Linked DNA regions of Mus musculus: region 2 is linked to region 1. A link is a contact called in public HiChIP or PLAC-seq data. All regions are on one chromosome and are shown on one strand. The core of a region is the stretch at or near the end of the contact, and the rest is flanking DNA. Distances in the headings are between cores, read along the strand shown.

Region 1 (7,387 bases), core at 1,982-4,481:
ACAGGTGGGGAAGCTGTTTAAAATGTAACGTTTCATTTTCAAGTTAGTAACAGTAACGGGAAGAGCACCGCTGCCAGAGCTCTGTAGATGCCCAAATGCTCGCACAGCAACGTGTGCCACTTGTGTGAGCCTACGGACATTTGATGTTGAAGAATTGAGAACCTGGGTCTCAGGGGAGTTCGTGATGATGTCACTACCTTCTAAAACGCAAAGGAAAGTCATGGCAAAGACCCAAGTCCAAAGTAATGAAAGTCTGGGAATTTATATTATCGAAGTCATGTCCCCATATTCTCCTGGCCACCTCTACTGCCTCAGTTTGAGCACCTCCGGGGGTGCCACGGGAGACTTCTGTCCTTCACACTGAGGATCCCCTACCCACACCCCCAATCCTGCCTGCCTTTGTTTCCTTGGTTCACTCTGCTTCTCTTCCTCTTCATCCCTTCTGCTCCCAGTCTTTCTCCAGACCTGGATATGCAGCCTCTGGATCCCGGTCATCCCACTGAACCCCTTTCGTGAATAGAATACTCACTACACGGCTTTGTTGTATCATTTGCTGTTTGCTTGGCTTTGCTCTGATCACATTCCTCTATAAGCCTTGATGAATTTGAAAGAATCCAAATATCCCTCTGCATTGACGTTGCAATCTGGAGCCAAGTAACTCTGAGCAACCTTCTAAACTGCTATTGGCCAGTCAGGAGAGGGCACACAGTCTCCCTTTTCACTTCAGTGCCTGTAACTCTGGATGCTCAGGATCCTGAAATTCCCGGCACCCCCAGAATCGGTGCCTTCAGCTTCCCCTATGCAATCGGTCCTGTTCACTTTCTAACAGCACAGCTACTGCCCAACTCTCCCCTGCTGACTTCTCACCGTGTCCAGTATTTACAGAAAATATTTGAGGTGGTTTTTTGAGTTGTTTTGTTTACAGTTGCATTTCTTTGCAAAGGTCCACGCTGACTGCACATTTCATTAAAAAAACCGGGCCAAGTCTGTGCAGACAACTTAGTAACCAAGTGCGGGGGGGGGGGGGGGTGTGGAGGGGTGGGGGTGGTGGGGAAATGATGCTTTGCTCTCAGCGGATAGACGTAGCATGTGATTAACTGCAATATAATTGTGGCCTTCTCGCCTATAATATAATTACATAATGCCCACCACCCACTCCATGGTTAGACGGAATTTTGTCTCACCGGGAGGGATCGTAAAGTGATTAAAATTCTATTGCTCTCTTTATTTCGATCCTCATCTAGGTTCTCTGGAGCGCATTCTGAGCATTTGAGCGGCTTTAGGTTAGGGACCGTTGGGACCTCTGCTCAGAGCAGCCTCGACAGGAGACCCTGTCAGTTCTCTGCCAGGTCCTCTGACTTCTCCCTGCTTGTCCCTTCTCAGTGCTGTGCCTTTAACTCTAGATGCTGGGGATAGTTATATCCCCAGCACCCCCAGGATCTGTACCTTCAGCTTCCCCTATGCAATCCGTCCTGATCACTCCCTAACAGCACAGCCGCTGCCCAACTCTGTATGGTTAGACCCCCCCCCCCCGCCCCCAAGTGGCTCTTTTCCAGCTGGCCCCATTAGACAGGACCAATTTCCCAGGGCCCTCTCACCCCATACGTTCCACTCTGTGGCCTCTGCTAGGCAGGACTTTTCTCACCAGCCCACATTTGAGACTGCACTCGCATCAGCCTGTACGTGTGAGGTTACAGCCCCCTCAGCATGTAACCTGTTTCCCTCAGCTCTCCATCTGTTTTCTCAGCTGCCTCTCAGAGGCTTAATTCTTGAAGCATCATCTTCATGAAGATGTCTCTGCTACTCCAATCCTCTTCTCCACTTCGTGGCCCCCTTATTATTTCTACGATGTCTGCTCTACCCTTCCCTTCCGTGAGATGCACAGCAGAAGATGGAGGGTGCCTGTGGGACCTTCTAACTTCCATGTTAAAGGCTCTGTGGCTCTCCTGGGTATCCTCTATAAAATGGCTGACCAGCTGATGCTGCCCGCTGGTCTGGACCCCTTAGTACCTCTCAGTCTGCCTCTTACCAAACCCCTCAGAGTGAGAAGACCCATGTGCCACCGTGAAAGACTGTCCTTCTATCAACTCCATGTCTTTTCTTGTCATTTGTCTCAGACTCTCCAGTGCTCCATCCCTTAAGTATGACCTCATGAAAGTCCAAAGTTCTAGCCTGCACATGGAATATAACACACCCTTAAACGTTTGAAAGTTCCAGCCTCTGAGAGTCATCAGCCCCACTTCAGAAGACAATGCTCTTCAAACTCAAAAACTGGGAAGTCATCTTTGCATGGTCTCTTGACGTATGTATGCCTTAGGCCACTGCTGGCTTATTCTTTCTTAGTATATATTTCTTTAAATTGCCAAAGCTGTTTTTTAAAATGGTTATTGTTATTATCAGTATGTGTGTGTGTATGTGTGTGTGAAATGTGTGTGGGCATGATGTGTCAGGGCATGCATGTGCCAGGCTGGCAGTGACTGTGGAGTCCAAGGACAGCTTTGTGGAGTTGCTTCTCTTTCCGTTTTTTATCTGGGTTGTGGGCATGGAACTTAGATCATCAGACCTGCACATTCAGCACTTTATCCAGTGAGCCATCTGACATTCTAAAATAGATAGTCATGAGGGTACTGGAGAGACGCGTAGTTCCCCCAATAAACTTAGGGTGAACACCCACAAAACAAACAAGAGTCAGTAAGCGACAGTGACTACAAACGCTCTTCACACCATGGATGAGCCCCTCCTCAGACTCAGAAAGCTGGCTGTTGCTAGCATGTGGGCCATCAAATTTTCTATCTTCTTGCCTTCCCAGAGCTTCACTCTTTGTCCCATCCCTGGCAAAAACCAGCCAAAGCAGGTTCCTTCACTCCTCCTACACGTTTCTTTAAAAAGCTGATCTACTTCCCTATAGCCATTGCTAACCGATTGGCACTGGTCAAGTATCCCAAGGTTTTGGTGCCTCTGAGCGCTGGAGGAGCCCTAGAGGGCAAAGAAGAGGAATAAGGCTCCGAAGGGAATCTCTTACCTCAGCTTCTGGCTGGCAGGGACAGTTATCTTATTCAGCTTGTCCATTTTCTTGAGAGAGGATGTGTCGCTGTCCAGGGGGGTGTCAGCAGCTCCTGGACTTCCTGGGGAGCAGCATGGTAAGGCTCTGGCCTCAAGAACTCAAGCCACTGGAACTGACTTCTGCGAGCAACCCACAGGCTGCTGGCAAACACCCCTGCACAGGGGAAGTAAAACTCGCTGGAGCGCATCGCCAAGTTTCATGTTTCTACGAGGTCATGTGATCCAGGGAGTCAGCCAGCCTGGCTGATTACTGTGCGTTGTGTAAACTTCGGTAGTGAAACCTTATTGGGCATGCAAATCCCTTCCAGTAGCTCTTTTATGATCAGGTGTGTTGCCAGGTTGGATAAGTTTCTGACTGAGCACTACTTCCTGTTTGTCCCAAACCTTAGGTAGTCCCTGTTTTTAGCAGATGGCCAGAGTCACCCTGCCACTTCTTAGGTACAAGGAAAAGCTGAATAATCAATTATATCTGGATGGCTCTTTGGGGGCTTTCTGCTCATTTGCATTAAGCCATGGGTTAGCCTCTTCTTCTTAAGAACTAAGACATGAAATGGACAGTTCTTGTCACCGAGGTCACAGCAGTGGTCATTTAAAATGTGATAGGTAATTCTTTGTGCAAGGTCAAGGTCACTTAGGGGTGGGGAAAGGCGACCCTATCGTATGCTGTGTGGAGTCAGGAGTTGCCTTGCTGAAAGCTTGCCATTTTCAAATAAAGACAGGATACACTCAAAAGTCAGCTGAGGACAAGCCTAGTGATTTCCCAACACATGACATCAGGCGGATGCCTCCTAACTCCCCTCCATGTCTTCCCCTCTCATCACACCCAGTGCGACATGTCAGGTGTAGGGGTATCCCAAGCACAGTGAAATCCCACACCTGCCTCTGACCCCATCTAGACAGTTCTGCTATACTCCTCGAGACAACAAAACACAAAAAACAAAAAAATGAGAGGGCGTGTTCTTTCTTCCCCTTGGACCTGAACACCCCCACCCCCACTCACCTGGCACATCCTAGTCACCTTTGTGAAAGGAGATTACGTTCTGAACATTATCAAAGGACCATCGACCTGGGTCTAAAGAATGCACGGGGGGTTGGAGGGAGACAGAGTGGAGGGATTTCAGTTATCTCTCCTGTTATAGCTTCAAGGGCCTGGCTGAGGAGAGAGTGGGAAGGAGGACCAGGCCAGAGAAGGGAGGAGAAGAGACAGAGAGCAAACCCGGATTTCTTCCCGCCCCTGCCCACCCCCACCCCCAGGTTCTTTGTTCAAAGAGGAGCTCTTCGGTCCTCCTGGTTCCTTGACTGTTCACGTTCATGCACTATATCTGAATTTGCCATTCTTCAGGATGTCCGAGAGCTGATGCCTCAGAGTGGTTGAAGGGTGAGGTCCCTTTGCAGAAGAGTAGGGCATCAGGAGAGAAATGCAGACACTTGCTTCCCGTAACTGTTGCCTTTCTCTAATCTGCCTGCACGGTTTTCTTGCAATGTATCCTGAAGGAGATCTAGTTCCCTGCCCCGCCCTTCCCACAGCTCTTAGCAGAAAGGAACATAAAAACCATATATGATGTCATCAAGGGTCAGGAGAGTCTGGCCAGGGGGGTGATAATAGCCTTTTGTTCCTTCTGGATGGTTGTAAAATGCTTCCAATTGACCTGCGGACTTTCCTCTCCACCAACTCTGTCGAGCACCTGGTCTGGCAACTTCTTATTTCCCCAGAGAAAGAGAGAGGGTCGAGGGTTCCACTTCTGCTTTTTCTTTTTACAGCCGCTTGTCTTTCTTCTTTTTACTGTATTCAAGTCCGACACGATGAAAACGAGAAACTGCTTTTCCAGGCCGGTGTGTTGCAGTTCTGCCCCGTGTGGTGTGGAGTGTGTGGAGTGGGTCAGTTCAATGATCCAAGCCTGACCCAGTGGCTTTCCTGCTGCCACGGCTTGCCAAGAAGGGTTGATCACGACTGGGAACCGGTTACCAAATCTCAGCTGCTGACTTGTTAATGAAGTGAGACCACACAGTGTGACTCCACAGCTTATGCCTTGAAGAGCAGCCAGGCCCAGTCTACAACAGCAGGTACACAGATGACTGAATCACCAAAGTACCACGACAAATGCCTTTTAACAACTGTGAGTCACACATACCACGGAGAAAGCCATATGGCACAATCACTTTGGAAGGAGGTTCGTGTTAAATGGTGCACATGTTTGTGAGGGTAGGTCATAGGGTCTATGAGACATTTCTAAGCTGATAAACCAAGGTCACATGCAAGAATGTTCAGTGAAGCGCTGCTATTCCCTCCTTCGGGGCCTTGGGCAAGCCGTGCAAGTGCTGCACCACTGAACACCAGCTTGCTTTCCTGTTTCTAACAGGAAAAACAAAAACCCAGTCTTAGCAATGGTCCAGTTAGTTGTCCATCAACAAGACAGTAATGAATGATTGGTACCATTTTTCACATAAACAGATACTATTGAACAGCGGAAACCAGTGAGCTCCAGTTGTATCACTGTGGATAGATGGCAAAAATAATATTTTCCTCTTTAAAAGTATTTTATTACTATTTTATGTGTATTAGTGCTTCACCTGAATGTATGTCTATCTATACACCTACTTGAATACTTCTGGGGAGTAGGGGCCGGAAAGCATTCGATTTCCTGGAACTTCAGGTACAAACAGTTCAGGTGTGAACCTCCATGTGGTTGCTGGGAATCAAACCCAGGTCCTCTGAAAGGACACAGATGCCCCTTAACCACTGAGCCACCTCTCCAGCCCCAGTTTTTAAAATATAATTTAAGCAATAAAGACAAACTGAAGAAGCAAATGTACAAGCCTGCAAGACGGCTCAGTGGGTAAGGGCACTTGCTGTAAGACTGACTCCTGAACGTCTCCAGGTCACACACGATAGAAAGAACTCCTCTGACCTCCGGGTGTCCGCAGTGGAGCACGTGAGCACACAAAGAAGTAAGATTTAAGCAAAACTGTTCAAAAGAAGTTAATGCCTCCTAGAAATGACTGTCTAAACAAGCCCAGACAGTGGAAATACCAGTAAACATTCTACATGCAGAAGGGGGAAAGCTCATGGAGTTTGGTAGGTGACAAATGACTTCTGAGAGAGGGAGAGCTAACCTTTCCTAAGGATAAGCCTCTCAGTTGAGTATCCAATACAGAGTAGTCAGTGCTGAAATCCTTTGTGCTCAAGCAACACAAACAGACTCAGCAAGTTGCATTTATATAACTGCATATATAGAGAAGGGGTCCACAGGCCTGCCAGACAATGGAAGCATCTTCTCTGTTTTGGTGTGTTTGGGGTTGGAGGGTGAGTGTGTATGTGGAGACCAAGGACATTACTCATTGTTCCTCAGGCACTGTCCAGATTGCTTTTGGAACAAGGTCCCTCATCAAGACATGAACTCAGCAATTAGGCTAGGGTGGTTGGTCGTGGAGCCCCAGAATCCCTTCTGCCTGCTCATTTCCCCAGAGCTAGGAGAGCTTAAGTGTGCCACCAGATCTGAAATTTTTATCTAGGTTCTGGGAAGTCATACTCGGGTCCTCATGCCTCCACAACAAGCGTCTTACCAACTGAGCAATCTTCCCAGGCCCCACACCCTATTTCTTAAGTCAAGTGTTAGACATGACTATCTCTTTTACTGTCATTATTTATGGCCTCCTATGTCATGGGCATTAAATATTTAACAGAAATAATACAGACCTGGGATTATTGAGGAAAGACAAGATAGCATGCAGCTCCATGAGAGAGTGAAGACTGAGTAGTAGAAGGAGGAAGAGGAGAAGGAGGAGGAGGAAAAGGAAGAAGAAGAGGAGGAGGAAGAAGAGGAAGAAAAAGGAGGAGGAGGAGGGGGGAAGAAGAAGAGGAAGAGGAGGAAGAGGAGGAAGAGGAGGAGGAGGAGGGGGAGGAAGAAGAAGAGGAGGAGGAGGAAGAGGAAGAGGAGGAGGAAGAAGACAGGCTTTGTGGGAGCTCCTGGGTGAGACCCAGACAGCTCTGGTCAGTCCTGGTTGATTTTTCTTGCTTCTGTGGTAACAACTACAGCAGTATGTCCATTGAGCACTTTCTGTATTTCCTGTACTACAGTCACATTCCTTTTTCATATGAAGAATCGATTCTTAGGCTAAATAACAAGTCGAAAGTGCTATCCTTTGTCCACAGAGGAGCTGGGACTCAGTCCAAGCTTGTGTACAGTCTAAACTGCCCATCAAAAAAAGCTTTTCCCATTACAAGATAGATCTGTGATGCTGATAGAAGGCTTTGTCCTAGCATCAACTTAACCACAGACTTGAGAGAGTCACTTACTGTCCCTGACTTCATCTACTCTCTTTT
Region 2 (7,387 bases), core at 1,800-4,299, 900 kb after region 1:
CTGAAACTCACTTTGTAGACCAGGCTGGCCTCAAACTCAGAAATCCACCTGCCTCTGCCTCCCGAGTGCTGGGATTAAAGGCGTGCACCACCACGCCCGGCTGTTTTTGTTTTTTTGAGATAGAATCTCAATATGTAGCCCAAACTAGCTTCAAACTGACAGCAATTCTCCTGCCTCAGCTTTCCAAGTCCTGAGATTACAGGAGGCATGTACTGCCGTGCCCAAAAATGAGATTTAAATATTATATGACTACTGAAAAACAACAACAAAACAAAAAAAAACCCCAACGATATGAGAACAATTAGATACAATAACTTGGAAATACTGTTTTGTCAATGACAAAGTTGGAGTGGTGGTTATAAAATATAACCATATTTCAGTAAACCCTAGTAAACATACAGAAAGTTGAACAGAACTCGGTATGGTGGCACACACCTGTGATCCCAGCATTCCAAAGGCGGAGGCAAGAGGATTACCTTGAGTCTTAGGCCAACATGAGCCACAAAGTGCGATCCAGGTCAACCTGAGCTAGACTAAACGACCTTATCATCCAGCAGTGACACACACCTTTAATCCTGGCACTTGGGAAACAAGGGTCTTATAGCTCTCTTGAGTTCAAGGCATGCCTGGTCCATACATCAAGTTTCAGGCCAGCCAGGGGTACTGAGTGAGACCCTAGGCTAAAAACCAAAACAATAACCACAACAGATCCTGACTGATGGGGCTGCGCATCTACATGGCTCAGTGGCTGGGAACTCTCGCTGCCCTCGCACAGGACCGGAGTCTGGTTCCTAGTACCCACACGGGATAGCTCATGGTCAACTCCAACTCCTGCTCCAGGAGTTATGACCCCCATGGGCACATGTGCAGACATGTGACACAAACTCACCAAACTGAAATAAATAAAAGAGTCTAAAGAAATAACACAAAGACTGACTAAATGTGTTGAAATGCTAATATTTTATACATACTGGTCGAATACATTAATTTTACCCACTTCTTTTTACTTTTTAAATGTAGCTTCTAAAATTCAAAATCACTCGTGGTTCACTTTATAGCACTACTGGGCAGTGCTAGTCTAGAAATACATTGAGTGACCTATGAACAATGCCCACTGGAGAGACTCAAATTGGGAGACTAGCTATAACACTTTAGTCTATTTATATCTCTTTGTATCATTTAGCATTTTTTTAAAGATTTATTTATTTATTACATGTACATACACTGTAGCTGTCCTCAGACATCCCAGAAGAGGGCATCAGACATGTGGTTGCTGGGATTTGAACTCACGACCTTCGGAAGAGCAGTCAGCGCTCTTAACCGCTGAGCCATCTCTCCAGCCCCTCATTTAGCATTTTTAATATTCCTCATTTAAATAATAAAAAAATAAACATATTAACTTTGAAATGTCAATTAAGTAAAACATTTTTCGTTAAACAAAACAGATCCCAAACCACAGTTATTCACCATGAACTTGAACACTAACATCCCTGGAAATACATGTAAAGATTCCCGTTTGAAGAACAGCTGAGGAGACAAAGGTTGACAACATTTCTACCCTCAGTCTGGCTCAGCCAGTAAAGTACTTGCTCCCAAACCTGACAAGTTGAATTTGATCCCTGAGCCCCACATGGTGGAAGGGAAGAGAAAGGTCTCCCTAAAGTTGTCTTCTGACCTTCATGCCCATGCTGTGACACGCACAATCAAAATTAATATGCTTTGTTGAGCATGAAGACACAAACCTTTGACCCCAGCACTTGAGAGGCAAAGACAGATTGCTCTCTATGGCTTTGAAGCCAGTCTGGTCTACAAATGGAAACTTTGTCTCAAAAAAATAAACAAAAAAATTTCAAACATATATGAACATTAATTACCACACACGATTTTTAAGGGGACTCTGCCCAAGAGTGTATGTGAGGGGCACAAAGGGTAAGAGAGATGACACATCATCCAGAAATACCAGTTGCTGTCACCAGAGCTGTATGAAAGTCATCTTGAATGTGCCCTGCCTACTGCCCTACAAACTCAGCAACCAATCTCCTACCTCCTTGTGAGCAGCTGAGTTGGATTCCCAGAAGCGCTGCACTTTGCTGAAAGTGACATTTGTACAGTCAGACAAGCCACTCAGAAACGTGCCCGAGGACTTCTCGGTGAAAGCCACCTCTGGATCTTGGTCCATGGTCGTCTCAGGGGCTTGGCTTTTGCCCAGGCTCAGGGTCCCCGACTGCAGCTCATTATGCAACTTCACAGCATCAACAGTCAGGTCGCTCTTTCCTGAGAACCAGAGTAACAAGGTAATGGCCCCATTTCCACCCAAACTTCCTTTAGCTGAAGGAACAGAACCCCTAAGAAACAAACCAGAGGGTTTAGACCCCCCCAATCCCAGCGGCAGGATTCCAAACCAGGCTTGCCTGCACAGCCCTGTGTACGCTTGCAATTTTCAAGGCCAAGAGAAAGGAACCCCAGATCTGTTTCTGCTTCCCTGTACTAAAGGCACAGGGACATCCAGAGCCAGGGTCGTATACTGTACGGAGACACCCGAAGGCTGAAGATGTGGGTTAGTAGTTGAGTGTTTAGTTAGCGTGCACAAAGTCCTGGGTTCGCTCCCTGACACTCCCTCAACATATACATAAATCTAAAGGGGCATCCAAGGGTAGTGACGGCCGTGTCCCTGAGACCGCGGTATCCTAGACAAGTCATTTCCCTTCAGAGGACAATTTCCGCATCTGTCAAACTCGAGGGGCGGGCCTTCACAGTGAGCGCCAGGACTGACATTACAAAGTGGCAGGCCGAATGCCACAAGATGCCGCCCAAGGAGTCCCACGGCCCGGCTACCTGACGGGCGGCTGAAGAAGCGGCTCCGAGCGGCCTGGCGATGGCGGCAAGTGGCGGGGTTGCTGTCGCTGCTGTGGCCTTTCTTCCAGCGCTTCAACTTGGCCGAGACACCAGAGGGCAATTTCCCCGAGCGACCCATGTTGACCAAACGGTGGCTCGCACTCGCCCAGAGAACAAGCGTCCACACACGCCGAAAAGACAGCAGAAGCCACGGCAGAACCCACGTGTGTGTCCTCAGCCGGCTCCGCAGCCCCTTCCTCTGATGTCACTTCCTGTCTCCAATCTGTTACCATGGCAAAACCAATCAACATCCGTTCTGAGGCTTCCTATTTGCTTTGCGATCTTAACGCTGGGGAAGGAGTTCTGGTGTTTCGGATGCTGTGTGGGCTCCTGATGCACCGCCAAGATTCGTGGCCGTGAAGGAAAACCTTGTAAAACGGGAATTTCTTTGGAATTAAAAGACAAATTTATATTACTCTCAAAGAATCAGTTGTTCAGCCGGGCGTGGTGGCGCACACCTTTAATCCCAGCAGAGGCAGGTGGATTTCCGAGTACGAGGCCAGCCTGGTCTACAAAGTGAGTTCCAGGGCAGCCAGGGCTATACAGAGAAACCCTGCCTCGAAAAACAAACAAACAAACAAAAATCGGTTGTTCAAGCGGAGCGGTGGTGTCCGCACGCTTGTAATCCCGGCAAACTGGAAGACTGTCGTGAGTTTAAAGCCAGCCTAGTCTCCACACTGCGAGATGCAAAATCCTGTCTAAAAACAAAAATAACAAAATAAATACATCAGTAATCCCAGCGCCTAGGTAACAGACGTTGGTTGATCTCCGTAATTTCAAGGCCACACTGCTCTAAATATTGAAATAGTGAACTCCAAGACATTCAGGGCTACACAGTGAGAACCTGTCTCAAAAAACAGAAACAAACAAACAAAAAACCCTAATAAAGTTTAAAAAAGAAAACAATAATCAAAAACTATGGATGTATAACAAATGAAAACATCTTGGCCTCACGAGAGATAAAAGCAACAACTAGTGCCCACGACTTGCTTTGCAAATTGAAACCACAACGGAATAACGACAGAAAGGAGCAGTGGTGGTGCCCTGTTGCCAAGAACACAGCCCTGATGTCTCCATGTGCTGCTGTTGGTTGATATGGGCACTTTGGGAAACTAGTACTATTTTTAAAAGATGTATTTCTTAAGTTATGTGTACACCCGTGTGATGGTATGAATTCAGGTGCCTGTGGAGGCCGGAAGCATCAGACCCCCTGGAGCTGGAATTACGAGCAGTTATGAGCTGTCTGAGGGTGCTAGGAGAAACCTGTCTCAGGTCTTCTGCAAGAGCTGTGTGTGAGTACACTATCACTGTCTTCAGACACACCAGAAGAAGGCATCCGATCCCATTACAGATGGTTGTGAGCCACCATGTGGTTGCTGGGAATTGAACTCAGGACCTCTGGAAGAGCAGTCATTGCTCTTAACCACTGAGCCATCTCTCCAGCCCTAGCATGAACTCTTCACTGTTGTTAATTCATCTCTCCAGCCCCTGCTCCCTGTTTGTATTTTGAGGTCTCGTGTGACCTATGTTGGCCTTAAACTCACAGCAATTCTTCTGCCTCTGCTTCGTGAGTGATGGGATTGCAGGCATGAGCCCTAACATCTAGCTTGGTCTAGTAGTATCTAATAAAACATATGTCCACTCTACCCAGCAATTCATTCCTATATATACACCCAACAGAGACGATTACTTACTTGCTAAAAAAGAGATAGTTGAGAACTAGAAGTGACCAAACACCCATCAACAGAATAGGTCAGATTCACTGTGATATAATGATATGTAATGGAATATTTTATCATTTTTAAACAGCAGCTTCTGCATAGTATACACAGAGATCTGCTATGTGCGTGTATGATTCAAATTAAATGGAAGACTCCAGACATAAAAGAATGTAGCCAGGCAGTGGTGGCGCACGCCTTTAATCCCAGCACTGGGGATGCAGAGGCAGGTGGATTTCTGAGTTCAAGGCCAGCCTGGTCTACAGAGTGAGTTCCAGGACAGCCAGGGCTATACAGAGAAACCCTGTCTCAAAAAAACAAAAAAACAAAAAAAAATGTGTATTGTATGATTCTATTAATTAAAAAAACAAAAGGACCCCAGTATTGGAATCTGGTACCAGCTGAGAGTAAGCACAGTAGATGTAGTTATAGTCTAATATCTTAGGGGTTTACATAGATGTATTCACCAAGTAATGGTTGTGTATTATATACTTACCTGAATGTATCTTAAAAAATAGAGGGGCTGAAGAGATGGCTCAATGGCCCAGCATCATACTCTGGTTTGCTTCTTTTCTATTTATTTATTTATTTATTTATTTATTTATTTATTGCAGAGGGAAGGGATGGGATAATCAAGCCCTTGCCATGTAACACATTCTTCTTTTGGATTCATGGCAATCCTCCTGCCTCTGTGTATGTGAAGGGCTTGAATTACAGGTGTACACTTCAATGTTCGGCTCATATATATTTTACCCTCTATACAATACTAAACCCACTGAGCTATCATTTGGAGTCAATATGAAAATGGCTGTCCGTTAAGTGACTTTTCTCACTGCTGGGACAAAATGCCCAACAAAGCTATTTAAAGAAGGAAGAATTTGTTTTGGCTTACAGTTTGAGGGAACAGTCCATTGTGGTAAGGAAGACAAGGTGCTAGGTGTGTTGAGCACATTGTGCCTGCATTCAGGAAGCAGGGACAGACAGACAGACAGACAGACAGAGGCTGATGGTACTCGCTTTCTTCTTATCCAGTCTTAGCCCATTGAATGTTGCTGTCCACATATTCAGGGTGGGTGTGCCCCTTCAGTTAAACATTTCTGGAAATGGCATTAGGCACACCACACACACACACACACACACACACACACACACACACACACACACACACACACTACAACCAGAAATTTGTCTTCTAGGTGAGTATAAATCCTATCAAGTTAACAATTAAAATTAACATGGAAAATTCCAAAAAAACAGGTCACGGTACTTGGCATGAGCATAGAGTCACATTGTCACCACAAGAGGGAGCATTTCAAGCAACCTGGGCTATACCCATATGGAAAGGCTGAAATGTTGGCTAGAGTAGAATTTTGCAGGCCCACTCTTCTTGCTCTTTGGTGAACAACACAAACCTCCTCACCTCCAAACTGTGTGCACAAGAAGCACGCCTCTGCCCCTCACTGCAGGGATCACATCTTGGTGAAGTACCAACTTCCCTACCCGTGAATTCTATAACTGGCTTCCGTCAGGAAGATCTATCAAGTCCAGGATTCCTCACACCACATAAGCCACGAGACACCACCCATAGGATATCACTACTCTTAAACCGTTTGAACCAGGACTCCTGTCACCACTTGCTGTGTGACCTTGAGCAAGTCACTTTATTCTCTGTAATAGCTATTCTTGGCTGTCAACTTGACTACCTCTGGAATGAACTAAAACCCAAATGGTTAAAGCACACCTGTGAGGGATTTTCTTCTTAGAAAACAAATTAGAAGTGGGAAGATTCACTTCTAATCTAGATCTTTGTTTTGGTTTTGGTTTTGGTTTGGCTTTTGGGTTGTTTGGTTTGGGGGGTTTTATTTTGTTTTGCCTATTGTTTGTTTGTTTGTTTGTTTTCTGTATTTTTAAGGCAGGGTTTCCCTGCATAGTTCTGGCTGTTCTTGAACTCATTCTGTAGACCAGGCTGGCCTCGAACTCACAGAGCTCTGCCTGTTCTTGCCTTCTGAGTACTCGGATTAAAAATGTGCACCAGCACCACTGGGCCCCCATTGTGGATCCTTGAGGTTAGAAGACACGCCATTAATCCAGATCTTTTAAGAAGATCCAGCTTGGATCTTGGCCACGCCTTCTTCTGGCAGCCTATATAGAGGATGTGGACGGAGGAAGCTTGCTCCCTCTTCCCTGCTAGCCAGTCCAGTCCTTCACTGGCTTCAGAACCTACATCCTTGGGATTCTGGTGTAAACTGAAGACCAGCTGAGACATCCAGCTGCATGCGAACTCAACTACTGGATCCTTGGACCTTCCACTGTTAGATAGCCATCGTTGGACTGGCTGAGACACAGCCAGTAACCCATTCTAATAATCCCCCATATATGTTATACGTATTTGTGTATATTTATTATACATTTATTAGTCAGGATGCTCTTGAGGGACAGAATTTGTAGAATGAATAATAAATAAATCTCCAGGCCTCAGATTGTTCTAATCTGTAAAATGGGCATGATACAAAAAAAAAAAAAAACCAACATGCTTGCTCATAGGTTTCACAAAAATTAATAGGAGCATGAAAGCAAGGTGCTGACCACAGGGAACATGGCGAGCAGGCGAGGAGTGTGAACTGTGGAGCTGTCATTGCTGTCTAAGAAACTAGCCTTGAGTTCCAGAAGCTATTTATGATTCAAGCTTAGGAGAGCGCAGCCAGCCTCCCCACTTTGCAAACAAAAAAAACCTGGTCTCAAAGGGTTCGATGACTCCCCAAGGGCACACTAGT

The links. HiChIP or PLAC-seq counts read pairs in DNA pulled down with a chosen protein or histone mark.
Region 2: a contact with region 1 is called in an H3K27ac HiChIP or PLAC-seq map of microglia, with 6 times the contacts expected there. The contact joins the promoter of Rrp12 here to the promoter of Blnk in region 1. A contact is called at or near these places in 1 of 39 promoter capture datasets (pre-B cells) and 1 of 115 datasets of contacts at active chromatin or transcription factors (microglia).

What each region holds. Positions count from the first base shown.
Region 1 is chr19:40,990,990-40,998,376 of GRCm38.p6, forward strand. Blnk (B cell linker) reads right to left here and starts at 3,232. Exons shown (of 17, transcript NM_008528.5): 1 at 3,023-3,232. The coding sequence starts at 3,069.
Region 2 is chr19:41,893,104-41,900,490 of GRCm38.p6, forward strand. It overlaps Rrp12 (ribosomal RNA processing 12 homolog (S. cerevisiae)), which reads right to left and starts at 3,050. Exons shown (of 34, transcript NM_199447.2): 1 at 2,836-3,050; 2 at 2,045-2,274. The coding sequence starts at 2,974.